3 separate regions of the Mus musculus genome follow, and all the other regions are linked to region 2. A link is a contact called in public HiChIP or PLAC-seq and promoter capture Hi-C data. All regions are on one chromosome and are shown on one strand. The core of a region is the stretch at or near the end of the contact, and the rest is flanking DNA. Distances in the headings are between cores, read along the strand shown.

Region 1 (4,315 bases), core at 1,478-3,977, 210 kb before region 2:
AGAAGGTTCAAGCAGTCAGCTCTCAGATGATATAACAGGAGGAAGAGCTAGCTCTAATGACTTCATGAATACAGAGAGCTATCTGGTTACTTAGTGCTGTCTGGGAGAAAGCCTTTGTTGTTGACAGTTCTGCCTGTGTTCTGTCAGCTTCTGCTACGCTTGGACAGCTTCCCGGCCTTACTGTCCACCGTGCACTGCCTAGTGTGAAGGCCACTACATGTGTAGCTGAACCAGGACTTCAGGCTTACATTTAAATGACACTAACTTGTAACTGAGATATGACTTAGTTCTTTCTGGCCAAGGGCCTTCCACTAGGTGTGGCAAGGGAAGCCAATACCTGAGCTGTTCCCTCAGGATCAGCCCCTCTCCCAGAACAAGAATGACTGACTGGTGGTTTGAATAAGAATGGCCTCTACAGGCTCATATATTTGAATACTTAATCATCAGAGAGTAGCACTATTTGAGAAGAATTAGGAGGTGTGGTTTATTGGAATAGGTGTATCTCTGGGAGTAGGATATGAGCTTTCAAACCCCATGCAAAGTCTACTTTTTTGACCCATGGATCAGGATGTAGCTCTCAGCTCCTGCTCTAGTACCATGGATATTGCTATAATGAGGAATGGACTTCTGGACCTGTAAGCAGGCCCTCAATTAAATGCTTTCCTTTATCAGAGTTGTCTTGGTCATGGTGTCTCTTCACAGTAATAGACTAGTGACTAAGACAGTGACCAAAGTCTAGAAGACCTTCAAGTCCAAACTGTACCCCAACTCCATCCTCTACCTTCAGCTGTGTAATCTCTTCTTTTCCTGACGACTCCAGGGGGCCAGCAGCACGGAGTTTCTCCAGCTCTTCTTGTATCCGACACGCTGTGCGTTGAGCCTTGTCAGAGAGGGGACACATCTGGGTGAGTTGCCTAGCAGTCAAACCTGACTAAATTCACTGGGTTGGGGGAGGGGGAGGGCCATCCCCAGCCTAAGACAAAAGCTCATATTGATTCACATGGGCAAGAAGCTTGGAGATAACCCACTCGCACCCAGGCCTTCAGGACCTCCCAAAGATGCAGAAACCTACAAGGCTCCTGGGGCAGAGTCAGGTGCCTGGTGGGAAAGTTGGGAAGGACAGAGATGATGCCCAAGCTCTCAAGACGCTTGTAGGAGCTGGGGCCACTAGGCAGAACCTAACCTCCTCAAACTCAGCTGTGAGCTTCTGCCGCCGTGTCTGCTCAGCCTCCAGGGTGGCTTCTGTCCGCTCCAGCTGTGTTTTCAACTGTATGGAGATAACACAAGTTGGACTGGAGAGGCTCGCAGAGGCCCCTCTGGGGCAGACTGTAACTGCAGGCTCCCCCTTCAAGCTATTTCTAGGATTCCCTGGGCCTTTCCCCACCCTAAGTCACTCTCAGCACTCTCATTTCTGGGGAGAGAGTGCCTCAAGACTCAGGAGAGAACCAGAGAAGTCGCAAAAAGGTGCTGGGGAAAACACTAGACTCTAAGCCTTTCACAGGACTCACAGGGCAGGAAAGACCCCAAAGCCATGGGGCAGGACATGGTCTACAATGGGAGCCCAATGATAGGTCCCTGCCTCTTGCCAATTGCTCTTGGTAACTGATCTTTTGGTCAAAACTCTGGAAGACAGATGTCCGGCTAGCAATGCCCCAGTAAAGGGCCACAGCTAAAGACAAATCTCCTCTGTGGCTACCCAAACCCAAGCTACACACAGGTCCAAAAGTCCCTTCCTTGTGTAGTAAGGGCCAAGGGCCCTAGCCACCCGCCCTTAGCTCTACACCCTTCCATTCTGGGTCCTCTCACCCAGATCACACGGGATGAGGAGGTGGCTAGCAGTGGGGACTGAAGTACCTGCACTCAGTTTAATCAGCACATAGGCTGCCCACCCCTGAGCACCATGTGATGTTAGGGGTGAGGACCAGCTTATCACCCTAACCTTCATAGGGTCCTGCTCGGCTGGAGGGACAGCTGGAGACCCAGCCACGTCACCATCCTCTACGTGGCTCCTCATGTCACTCAACTGCTGCCTGACCTGAAACAGGGAGGGGTGGGTTTGTGCAAATACACACCAGTGGAATGCACCCATGCACACACACAAGCACCCATGCACTCGCCAGAGAGATGGGAGGGGGGAGAGGGAGAGAAAGGGAGTGGGGAGAGGGGAGGGGAGGGGGGAGAGGGAAGGGGAGGGGGACCAGGAGGGGGAGAGAGAGACTCCTCAGAGACATAGGAAGAGTAAAGGTCTGCCATCTGTGATCAATATTTATGTTCCCTAGTGCAGGAGGGATACTCCACTCAGCATCTCAAAAGCCTTGAGGCCAACAAGCCCCTTGACTAATGAGAGCCATGTGTATTTTTTGAAGTGAACCTGTGAGGCAACACCCCTCTCCCCCAGGAGCAACCACACAAAACCAGGGAGTCCACATGGAACAGAGGTAACTGACAACATGTCCCATTCCAATTATTCAAGGATGTAGTGTCCTGTTCACAGCCTTTTGGGGGCTTGGACAAAATAGTAAGACCATATTATTGCCTTGTAATTCTCTGGGTCCACCAGACCACTGGGCCTTCCATCTGAAGACCAGCAAAGTCACACAGGTTGCTTGGGAAAGGTCCCAGTCAGAAGGCCTGGGGACAGAACTCATAAGCTCTTTAGGAGACCTGGGTGGCCTCAGTCTCCACTTAGCCTTCTCAAATGCCCCAGAGTGCAGAAAGCAAAGAGCACAGTTCAAAGGTGACAAGAACCCTTGGCAGGCACGGTCTGTGTACATGCCTTGGCTGGGCTGTGTCCCATGGGGGGGGGGGGTGTAGTGGGGGGCTCTTACCCAGACCCAACCTAGCAAATGGCTGAGAATGGCAGCCTTAAATTTGGGAGGCTTGGCCCAGACAGCATCTACTTGTAGTGTGGTAGTCTGGACAAGGCCTAAAACCTGGATGCAGGGAGCTGGGCTTAGGAGAAAGTGTGGAGTCAACACACCAGAGCTGCTCTCCTGGACAGCACATGTTCAATCTCCAAATTTCAAATGTTGACATCTACTTCAAGGTTTTCAAAATGGCAATGAAGATAAAGGGAAGATAGCTGCAGCTGCACAGGCTGCTGCCTAGGGCCAGGGCTGGGGACCAGGAGGGAGACCAAGCAGCTGGGACATGGTTCCAGACACAGCAGCGGCAAACTGGGAAAACTACTGGACTACAAGAGGCAATGTGCACAGGGCCACTCCTCACATCTCTGTACAGGTTTATCTGCTCTCAGTGCCTGGCAGAGGGCCAGAAGGAGCAGGTCATCCCGTATAACTGTAAGACTGGCAAGGCCAGTTCCATCATTGAAGCAGGAAAGCATGCAGAAAGCACAGACATGCCTAAAGGCTTTAAAGGACTCTCCTGTGGTATCAGGAGTCCTGTATCCTGGGCTGCTCAGCTGACCAAACAGGCTACTAAGGCCTACATGTCCCACAGCCCATGGTCTTGAGCAGATGCCAGATCTGCCCAAAGACAGGAAACAGAATGTGAACATTCTGGTCCCTGGCAGCTACAAGCCCAACTAAGTTTTATGCAAACTGCTGTAGTCCCCCTAAGCTTGCCCTACATGACTAATGTATGACATACCCTGCTAAGCTGCAGACACTCCACATGGATATCAAGTTACATCACATGCATACCCCGTATCATACACCCCTGCCCAGGACCTAAGTCAACCTACCAGGGCAAGCTCATCGCTTTGTTTCTGGGCTTCACTCTTGGCTTCATCCAGCTGAGACTGCGATTCTAGCAGAAGCTGCCTTAACTTGAGGGGAAACAACCAGATGAGGGTAAAGGAGGGGGGAAAAGTTACAATGAGTCCACACCTAAACTTGAGCCAGAATCCAAGCCCTGGAGATGTACACAGCACAGGGACAGATGTCCTACAGGAACAATGTCCTACACCCAGGCTTTTCACAAACACCTGCTTTGGTGGTTTTAATGAAAATGGTCCCAATAGGCCTATAGGGAGTAGGCATTATTAGGGGGCATGGTCTTGTGGGAGTAGGTGTGGCTTTGCTAAAGGAAGTGTGTCACTAGCAGGTGGGGTTTGATGTCTCAGAAGTTCACACCAGGCCTACTAGCTCATAGTTCACTTCTTGCTGCCTGCTGATCAGGATACAGAACTCTCAGCTACGTCTCCAGCACTGTGTCCGCCTGCATACCATCATGCTTCCCACCATGACAATAATTAGACTAAACCTTGAACTGAAAGCCAGCCCCAATTAAATGTTTCCCTTTATAAAAGTTGCCATGGTTATGTCTCTTCACAGCAACAGAAACCCTAAGACAC
Region 2 (4,746 bases), core at 1,938-4,437:
CCCTTAATAAATCACAGGCACACAAGGCCTCATTCCAGGATCCATTCCGAAACCCAGCCAAGGATGGGGTCAACTCCTACTACAGCAGAAAAAGAAGAAGAAGAAGAAGGAAAAAAAAAAAAAAGACACAATTATATACCTCAGAGGACATGGGCTGTAAAAGATCTCATCTGTTAGAGGGTATTGTCTGAGAATCAACTTAGGATGCCTGGCTCCTTCCTTTGGGCTCTCTGCTCTCCTACCTGACCCCTATCTCTGCATGGCAACCCTCCATAGAATTGGAACTGTTCACAAATATCTTCTCACTCTTCCTCAACTATTTGGCAGCCACTGTGTGTCTGGCCCTGACCCATCCCAGACTCAGTAAATTCTAGACAACTTGTCCCGATGGCTGACACAGCTAAACTGAAGTCGTTTCATAAGGGAAGTTTGGATCCAGAAAGGATCCGTTATCCTGGTACTAGGAACACAGATGCAGGCTGGTGGGTACAAGGCTTGAAACCCCAAGGGGACCCAGATGAAAATAAACTGGATCTACAGAGATGGACAGACAAGAGATCTGAAGGAAATGGGTACCACGGTCCGAGTCAGGCTTCTGATGCTTGTTTCCAAAAGCATCCTGACATTTGCCAAGATTCTCAAACTGTAACTGTGGCCTTTGGAAGTCCGAGGGGAGTGCAGTGGGGACAGGGGCTGGTTCTCGGTGGCTGGTGAGAGCTGAGAGCAGGAGAGCAAGTGGAGAGGGCAGGGGATGACTAATATAAGCAAGGAAGCCTGTTGCCAGAAAGAACTAGAAACTCTTCCCCACCTGGGCTACATGCAACAACCACAACAGCAGAAGCTCCAAAACAGACAAACATGGCGGAAGCAGGTGCTATGCAAATGACTTGTAAAGGGACCTGAGATCCTGGCCTGGTGTTCTGGAGTGTATGCCAGTTGGTAGCTCATTCTTGGGAGTCCTTTTCTCTTTCTTAATAAATGGTGTCTATTTTTATTACCTCCGTGTTCTGGTTTGGTTCTTGTTGTTGCTTTTGTTTTGGTTTTGCGTTGTCCTGGGTCACAAGACCCTGGAAATCTCAGTAGTTTTACACCCCAGCCTGGACTCAGATCTGCACCATACAGTACGGTGTGTCCCTGGAGTCAAACGCTTCTCCTGGAAAATGTCTTGTCATCAGCATGAATGTCCCTTGCTGCTTCCCCAGACTATTGGTCACCAATGTCATGACATAATATACCCACCATGCAGTTTCATCTCCCTCAAGAGCCTTCCTTCCAACTGATTAGAGGGGCCAAGCTGTGGGCTGCATAGGGAGATGGAAAGCCATGGCCTAAGTCAGCTGAGTTGGGCCAAATCTCTCGGGGGGGCGGGGGGGGGATCTAAATATCATCTCTTCCTTTTTGTTTCTTTCTTCCTTCCTTTCTTTCTTTCATTTTCTTTTTCTTTTTTTTGAGACAGGTAACCCCAGTGCAGAGCTGAAGAAGCTAGGCTTGGAAACACTAATACAAGGCCCTGTGCCACAATCACTTGTAATGTCCAAGCCTCAGAAATCCAAACACTGGGGTCTTCTGCCGTCCCTGGCAGCTTTTACATCAAGAATTCATGTGGTAAACCAGACAGCAGCCTATGAGTAAGAATAACAGACCCATCACACTAAGGTGTCTCCACGACAGGCTGAGGGAGCAGGTCTCAAGGGCAGTATGTGATGAGGGAGGTGTCCCAAGAAGAAGTAGAGAAGAAGACAGGAGAGAGAGAGGGGCCATTGAAGAGTGATTTATGGAGCTGGTCCTGCTGGGGTAGGGTGGAGGAGAGAAGATGCTGCAAAGAAGAAACAGACAGACGGGTAGCACACTAGAGCTGCCCCTAGCAACCAGAAGGGAGTTGGATGCTCAGCTGCCACCCCTAAGCCAGAAGCCCTGGTCTATCTGGTATCCAGGGTCTCAGGCTAGAGTCATTTGGGAAAGCTTTGTGGGGGTGTGTGTGGGGGGTGCTTTTTGTTTGTTTTTAGTCACAATTCCTGTGAGCTTACATTGTGAGACTGGGCCAACCTGTGCTGGGGACTGCTAAACGACGGCCACATGCCTCGCTGTGTGGGAAACCCTGCTCTTCCTGATCTCTCAGATCCCTCAAGTCCCTCTGAGCCTACAGGTTCAAGGTCCCCCTGCACAAGTTCAGCTGTGGATGGAAACCCTGAGAAAAACACCCATGGAGCTAGAGACAAACACATTTGTCTGCCGGCCGGCCGGGGCTGCAGCTGGTGGAGGCTTGAGGAATGAATTCTTTTGGCTTTAATTCAGCTGTTTGTGCTCCCGTGACACAAACTGAGCTCAACCCACATTTTCCTTAGAAAGAAAGGAGAGGCGGTGCGTAGAGGCATCAAGCATATTTTCGGAGGTTTAATTTCCTTCCAGTGTCCTTAAGAAATCCCCCCCACCCCCTAAAGCTTATGCTGCCTCAACCCCAGCCCTAACGGTAGCATCAAAGACTTTTAAATTGAGACCCAGGGTGAGTTAGCTAAAGTAAATAAAACCAGAGAAGGAGGGAAATTAAAAGACAGTATCAGAGAAACCACGTCTTCACCAAAAAGCAAAAAGGAAGGAAGCTGGTTAGGGGAGGAGACCTGGAGAGGGAAGAATACCAAATTCCAAGAGTTTAAATGCAAGGAACGAAGGAATTAGCACTGACAGATTTAGCAAATAAAAATGCCCAGTGCCTGGTTCGATTTGTATTTTAAACGACGAATAATTTTTATTGTCTGCCATGCATTATTTCAGACACTCTTTCATCAAATATTTCATACAATAAATTTATGATAAAACGTAATTTATTGCCCATCTTAAAGTCAAATTTAATTGGGCACCCTTAATTGTACGTTAAAAATTATCAGCTAGTTTAAACACCTTTTAGACTGGTCAGCTTTGCTTCCCTGGGGATCTTGCTGGTCGTTTATACAGATGTCCCCTGCCTTTGTGGGTATATTTGTCCTTTGGGAATTTACAACAGAGAGGAACTCCCCAGAGAAGCTGAAAGTGGAATACAAAGACCAGACTGCTAGAGGAGGTCCAGGCATGGAGGTTAAGTGGAGCCAGTATCCTTGAGCCTCCCCATCACCGCAATCTGGCCACAGGAGCGGCCCTGCTCAGCTAGAGGGATTCCAGCCCGGGCCCCTCCCCGCGGTGAGCTAAGGATTTAGGGATGACTACAGGAGGGTGGAGAGCTGCCACGTTCCAGTCCTGGAGGAGCGCGCAGAAGGGACTTCACACACACACACTCACACACACACACACACACACACACACACACACACACACACACACACACACCTGTACACACCCCTAAGATGCTGTGATCTCTTCGCTTCCTTCTGCCCTGTATTTTCCTTCCCAGGCCCTGTCCTCCGTTCTGTCTCCCCACTTCCCGTCCCTCCAAATAAGGAAGCAGAGCTTTGCGGACGCCTGGCGAAGATGCCAGGTCTGGTCCCCGCCCCCAGGCCGAATCCAGCTGCCAGCGAGGCAGCTGGGGGTGGTGGAATGGGGTGGGGGAGTGGACCCCGCAGGCCCGGTCGCGATCTAACCCAGCGGCTCAGGATGCAGCGGGGGCCCTGGGTGCACAATGGCACCTGCGGGACAACTGCGTCAAGGTCGAGGTGAGAACCAGGCTCTCAGGGCTGCCCGGAACGTTTCACTCTTCGCTCGGCGGGGCTCTGCAAAGGCGGAAGATGACGTGGCGAATCGAGGAAGCGCCACATCTCAGATCCAGACGTTCCACTCCCAGGAACTGACCCAAAGGAAATAATCCAGTCCAAGAAAGAGAGAATATCCGGGAATAAAGCAACTCGTGGGAAATGGTTTAACGAACCTCTGCATATCAGTGCTATGGAATGCTCTTTTATTTCGTGCAGCATTTAGGTGATCGCTTGTCAGGACCCTCTCAGTATCTGGGGACACTGAGAGGGTAGAACCCAGATCTCCTTTCTTTCCTCCGAGAGTTCACAGGAGAAACAGCGTGGACTTTAGAACCAGAGTGCAGTGGATCTGAGCACCCGTGTATGTCCTCATCTGTAAAACGCAGACGCTTCATAGAGAAGCAATGAGGGTCCCAGCGGGAAGGTTACACCGAGTATCCGCCACGAGATGAGAGGTCCAAACACCTACCAACAATCCCGAGGTGCCATGATAAAAGAATGTATGAGTTATTAAGTATATGCAGAACCGCAAGTGCTGCAAGTAGCTGAAGCTTCCTACTCTTGAAAACACAGGAGGGATGCATTTAATTATGCCTGGGTGGGCGTGGCACCAAAGAAGCCCCGAGGTAACTCAAGCTGAGTCCTGAAGGATGTGTTTTCTGGGTAGACAAGAAATGAAAAGACCATTGCAGGTAAAGCAAGCCTAGGACCTAGAGGGAGGGAAGAAAGAGCAAGGGAATTCCAAAAGCTACTTCTAAGTGTCTTGTAGGAAGGAACGCATTTCCAGTTGCACATTTATTCTTCTGCCTCAGCTGCACAAGTGGCAGACCAGGCCCTCGTGGCTTAAGGGTGACTCTCCTCCCCTAGGCCTGCCTCCACCCATCAAAGAAATCCCTCTAGGCTCCCTGTGTATCCAGGAGAGGTTCCCATCCCCATCCGGTGATCTCAATCCCTGGATGCTCCAAGGCCAATGTTGGAAGGGAAGGTTCTGGGCTGTTTTCTTCCTTTTCCCATGATTCTTGACAGCTGCGTAAACCTACCCATAGAGCTCTTTGAAGAGAGA
Region 3 (4,731 bases), core at 1,262-3,761, 190 kb before region 2:
ATTTTATAACTTTTTACCTTAGGAAAGTGCAGTAGATTTAAAAATAACCACACTAGCATTAAAAGGCCCAAAAGCTTGTACTGCCAAGAAAATGGGATGAGAGTATGTGTGTGGGGACCCCATTTCTTAATTTCCTTGAAATATGTATGCACATGCAACTAATGATAGCTTATATACATACTAGATACAATCCTGAGTGCTGTAGAGCTAGAATAAAATGGCCCATGAGCTCACTCTCAGGAAAAAAACCCCTACTGAGACATTTTTTGCTGTTTTCCCACCCCCCAACCCCTGCCCAACCTTAAATAGATATTCACTGCCCAGAGTTTAAAAGAAACAGGCGAGGCAGGGTGGCCTCTCAAGCTTGTGTGGAACTGAAGGCTACTTTCTTTCTTGATTCAGAATGGTCCTAGCACCCCTGAGAACTTGTGATTACAACCCCTGAGACTCCTGCAACTTGTGATGTGCTTTAAGCAAAAAGTTTACATGGAGTTTCAAAACCTCAGTGTAGACAAGAACATAAAATAGCAATCTGATATACTGGTTGAGCATCAAGAACACACAATTTGGATAAACTGGGTAAAGTACGCTGTTAAAATTCATCCCAACTATTTCTTCGTGGCCTATTCTAATGTGGCGAATGGGACTACTAAGTTACAGATGTGGTGCATACTATATTCCTCAGACTGGCTGTTCTGTGCCGTTCCACCCCCATAGACTCCTAAAATGCTCCTTGCCAAAAATCTTAGAAGTTCTTATCCTCAAGAATTCCCCAAGTGATTGAAAACTCTAACCTCTCTTGAATTCTCCACCAGAGAGCACTTTTCTAGTAAGGTATGTTGGTGTGTGCCTGTATTTCCAGCACTTGGGAGGTAGAGAATGAGTTAAGGCCTGCCTGGGGTACATGAGATCCTGTCTCAAAGAAGAATGGGAGTGGGGAGCCAAAATAAAGACACTTCCCTTTTGGCCCTATCCCTTAAGGCCCAACTCCTCCCATGGGGAAAAAAAAACCATCTGGCTACCACTGCTGAAGGAAGCCTTGCTACCGAATATCATCTCGAGTACTAACACTAGCTATGGGATGCTTCAAGATGCTTCCAGCACTGTCTAGAAGCTCTCGACTATGTTCAGAGGCTAAACAGCATAAATAAATAAATAAATCTTAAAATAAGTAAATAAATAAACAAGCAGACAAATGAAACAATCCAAAGCAATGTAAAATCGAGCCTTCTCTGTCTATCCTGCTTTCCCACCCACAGAACTTCTATTACCTTCTCCAGATACTCTCCTAGAATGTCACAAAACATTTTTTATTGACTCTCTTGGGTAGGTAGGTAGGTAGATAGGTAGGTAGGTAGGTAAATAAATAAATAAATAAATAAATAAATAGAGTATTGTCTCTGGATCAGAGGCAGTAAAGCTGACAGAAGGAAAACTGAGCCCCTGGCTGAGTCCTATCCAAACAGCTTGCCCTACACCCCACTCACATCTCTAGCAAATGCCTCAAGATTCTAGTAATTCTTGGTATTGTAAAATCTTAAGGTATTAAAACAAACCTACCAAATATTCCATATTTAATCCATTAACCATGGGCTTTAAAAAGAGCAAGGGGAATTCTAGAAGTGGTTAGCTCCCTGCATGGCTGACCTAGCAGCCTGGGTCTGGCTCACACTGGTTGACAGGTCTGGTCTAGAGAAGAATGAGGCAGATGGACAGCAAAGAACAGCTACAAGATGGCACCAATCAGATGTGGGGGACACAACCACATACTCCCCCTTGGACTAGGCCATTCAGGAATATGGCACACTATAAAGACTCAGGATAGGCCTCTGGGGGCCTGAGGGACCTGAGACACAGTACACCACTTCCAGGTAACAGCTAACAAGTGAAATCAGTCCAGAAACTTTACAGCTGCAGACTATCTAAGAGACTGGACCCATAGTGCTAGCAGCTAACTCCATAGTAGGTAGGTAGGTAGGTTGGTAGGTAGAGACAGACAGGCAGACAGAGGCTAAACAAATATATCTCTTGGCCAAGGCCAGTCTATGGGTCACCTCTGGCCTTGGTTTTCAGTACAGCATCTACACTATCAAATAGCCTAAGCTAAAAACCGCCAATTTCCAACTTAGCCCCTCCTTTCGACTATGTCCTTGGACAACTGGCTTTACCACCACCTGACACAGTTTCCTTGTCTGTAAAGTCAGTAACAACGGTTCCTCCCTCACGGTCTGGCTGCAAAGATTAACTTAATTTGTGCTTGGAATGAGACACAGGGGAAAGCACTGTAAACTAACTCTCCAGGGCCAACTTTGGAGGCCCAAGCATTAACACCCACTCGTTGGACAGTCAAACCCGACCCGTCCCAGCTCAACAGTGGAGGGCAAGGGTGAGGATCTAAGAATGGCCTCTCTGAGGCCAAGGCTGACTTAGGGGCTCAGAGGGCAGACTGTCCTTACTCATGGGGCACAAGAGCTTGAGGAAGAGGATGTGCCTCCACCAACAAGAAGCGTGAATGTAGTGTGCTTAGTGTCCAGACTTCAAAACTATGATGCAACCAGTCTGCTACAGAAATGCCGTACCACCTAGGAAATGAAACTTGTAAAGAGGCACTTAGAACTCTCTTCTCTGTCAACTGTGGGCTCCTTTAGGAAAATTGCTCTTTGGCTGCATAACCAACAACTCCCCAATGAACAGCCTCAGCAGCAATAAGAAGATGTTAACGTAAGGGCACCTGAGACTTGGCACCTCGCTGCTCCAGCAGCAGCTACCCCTCCACTGTCCAGCTACAGAACATGCCTGCCAGGCCCAGGCCCTACTTTCTCCACCAGCAGGGAGCGCATCAGCTCACTCCAGGACTTGCCCTGTGAGTACCTACAGACAGCTAGAGGCTAAATGGAGGTGAGAGTATTACTATAGATTCCCAAACAGCTCTGCCTAGGACAGACCCAGCTTATTTTCTTGCTTCTAAACAGTGTATGCACTGAGAAGTCTGCAGAATGCTAGGCTTGGAGAGGTAAGTAGAAAAGAGGACCACATATGCAACACAGCAGGCACAGAGCGGTCAAGCAACAAAGCAGCATGCTGGGGCCTAGAGAATGCAGATACAATGGAAGCAGAGGCTGATGCACAGGTGCTTCACCAGGCAGTACTGGGTAAAGAGGCAGCAAGAGGTCTGAAGGAAGGAGAGCAGCCTAGAAAGGCACTAATGTCTGCAGGATCCAGAACTTTGGATTCCCAGAGGAGCAGAGGGAGGTAAGAATGGAATAGGTACAAGATTTCACAGGCCCCAGAGAGCCAGCTTTACCCCACAGTGTGCAGTGACTAAAGGGAATCTTGCTTGGGATGCCAGGAGGGACAAGGCTTGAAGAAGACAGTTCAGGAAAGGGCCTGAGCCAGTGCTCCACCCTACGAGTCTCCAGGCGACTAAGTGTGAGAATCCCAGATGATAACCAAAGACACCTCACAGTGGGTCCTGACAGAAGCACAGGTGGGGACTGACGAGGACTCACGGCAAGGACATTCATGGTCTTAGGGACTGTCCAAAACCCATTCTGAAGGTCTTTCCCTCAAACGCAAATACCATTCCTCTGGACCTTCACAGCGAATGACAGGGACAGTGCTGAGTTCCAAGCACAGCATCTCCACAGGAAAGAAGTCATAGCCCAACCTTAAGCAGATTCCATGACCTGTCCTTAACCACCTCAGCCAAACTGAGCTGTGCTCTAGAACAGTCAGGACCCAGGCCTCTAAGCCTCTTGGGAGCCCAGTTCCATGTGATCATCTACATTTACAACCAAAGATCCTGGGAATAACAAAGGTAAGGACTGTCTAACATCACCACAGCCTCTCCCCAACCAGACATTTATAAACTGTGACCAAGAAATCTATAGGAAAGTACAAGGCTCTCAAAGGAACTAGAACACACCCTGCCCTCTTCCATCCACAGCCAAGACAGGCTCTGGGCAGCATGGTAAGTAGAGCCTTCACTCCCAGATCAGGTGGCCCTTCCCAGAGCATGCAAGCCAATGACGAACAGCTACATCTGAGCCCTAAATGGTCACAGACACATGTGGGGTTTCCAGTGCCCTGGCAGCAAGCACAGAAGCTGTGGAGAGTTTATTACGGCTTTCCCCTTGGATGGAGGAAAGAATACTCTATAACCAAACTGGGAATATATGTGTATTAAATGGTACCCTACAGACTAAATGACTATTTTCCTCTTTATACTTATTTTTCTTTTCTCCAAACTTCAACAGAAACAATTTTATACCTGAAAAAAATGCACACATCACAACAGTTATTAAGACAACTATGGAAAGCAAGCTCCCTGCTTGGGCTTTCAGGCAGAGGGGCTGAAGACCAACGAGACAGTTTCAGCAGCAGTCAAGATTTTCGTTAGAGCCCACAGAGAAAGACCATGGCTTTATCATGGGCTTGACCACAGAAGCCTGGACAGTAACTGAAGACCCAGCACTGCCACAGCCAGCAGTCACTAAATGGAGATTTCCAGAAGAATGCCAGCTAGCAGCTCACAGTGAACTTGCTTCCCTGGGGGATCTATTTACATTCTGTTTGGAGGTAGAAAGGGACAGAGGGACAGAGAAGAAGTGGGAAGAGGGCAAGAAAATGGGGGCTTGGGTTTTGAAGAACTCTTACACAAAGGTGCTCAAAGCACCTAGGGTTTTGTTCAGAGATTCAAACCCTGACACACAGTTAGCGTCAAAGAACAAA

The links. HiChIP or PLAC-seq counts read pairs in DNA pulled down with a chosen protein or histone mark. Capture Hi-C pulls out chosen DNA fragments and counts their contacts.
Region 1: a contact with region 2 is called in a promoter capture Hi-C map of liver. The contact joins two enhancer-like sites. A contact is called at or near these places in 1 of 484 Hi-C or Micro-C datasets (bone marrow-derived macrophages), 5 of 115 datasets of contacts at active chromatin or transcription factors (bone marrow-derived macrophages, embryonic stem cells, neural tube and 2 more) and 2 of 9 other capture datasets (adipose tissue and liver).
Region 3: an H3K4me3 HiChIP or PLAC-seq map of bone marrow-derived macrophages shows a contact between it and region 2, with 2.2 times the contacts expected there. The contact joins two enhancer-like sites. A contact is called at or near these places in 1 of 15 datasets of contacts at CTCF or cohesin (large pre-B cells), 3 of 484 Hi-C or Micro-C datasets (cerebral cortex, embryonic stem cells and uterus), 15 of 115 datasets of contacts at active chromatin or transcription factors (CD8 T cells, bone marrow-derived macrophages, differentiating embryonic stem cells and 7 more) and 3 of 9 other capture datasets (adipose tissue, liver and pancreatic islet).

The regions. Positions count from the first base shown.
Region 1 is chr2:143,948,489-143,952,803 of GRCm38.p6, forward strand. It overlaps Rrbp1 (ribosome binding protein 1), which reads right to left. Exons shown (of 24, transcript NM_024281.2): 19 at 3,704-3,787; 20 at 1,940-2,035; 21 at 1,184-1,267; 22 at 782-880. Among named protein-coding and RNA genes, the nearest start is that of Gm33804, 11 kb to the left of the region's middle. Within about 2 kb of position 2,728, at least 37 of the 459 cell types and tissues checked have an H3K27ac peak or open chromatin away from gene starts, as enhancers often do. A contact at or near this core is called in adipose tissue and liver, where this site is marked.
Region 2 is chr2:144,162,019-144,166,764 of GRCm38.p6, forward strand. The region is part of intron 2 of Banf2os (a long non-coding RNA gene); the gene reads right to left. Among named protein-coding and RNA genes, the nearest start is that of Gm5535, 25 kb to the right of the region's middle. Within about 2 kb of position 3,188, at least 378 of the 459 cell types and tissues checked have an H3K27ac peak or open chromatin away from gene starts, as enhancers often do. A contact at or near this core is called in adipose tissue, bone marrow-derived macrophages and liver, where this site is marked.
Region 3 is chr2:143,976,125-143,980,855 of GRCm38.p6, forward strand. The region is part of intron 2 of Rrbp1 (ribosome binding protein 1); the gene reads right to left. Among named protein-coding and RNA genes, the nearest start is that of Rrbp1, 33 kb to the right of the region's middle. Within about 2 kb of position 2,512, at least 20 of the 459 cell types and tissues checked have an H3K27ac peak or open chromatin away from gene starts, as enhancers often do. A contact at or near this core is called in adipose tissue and bone marrow-derived macrophages, where this site is marked.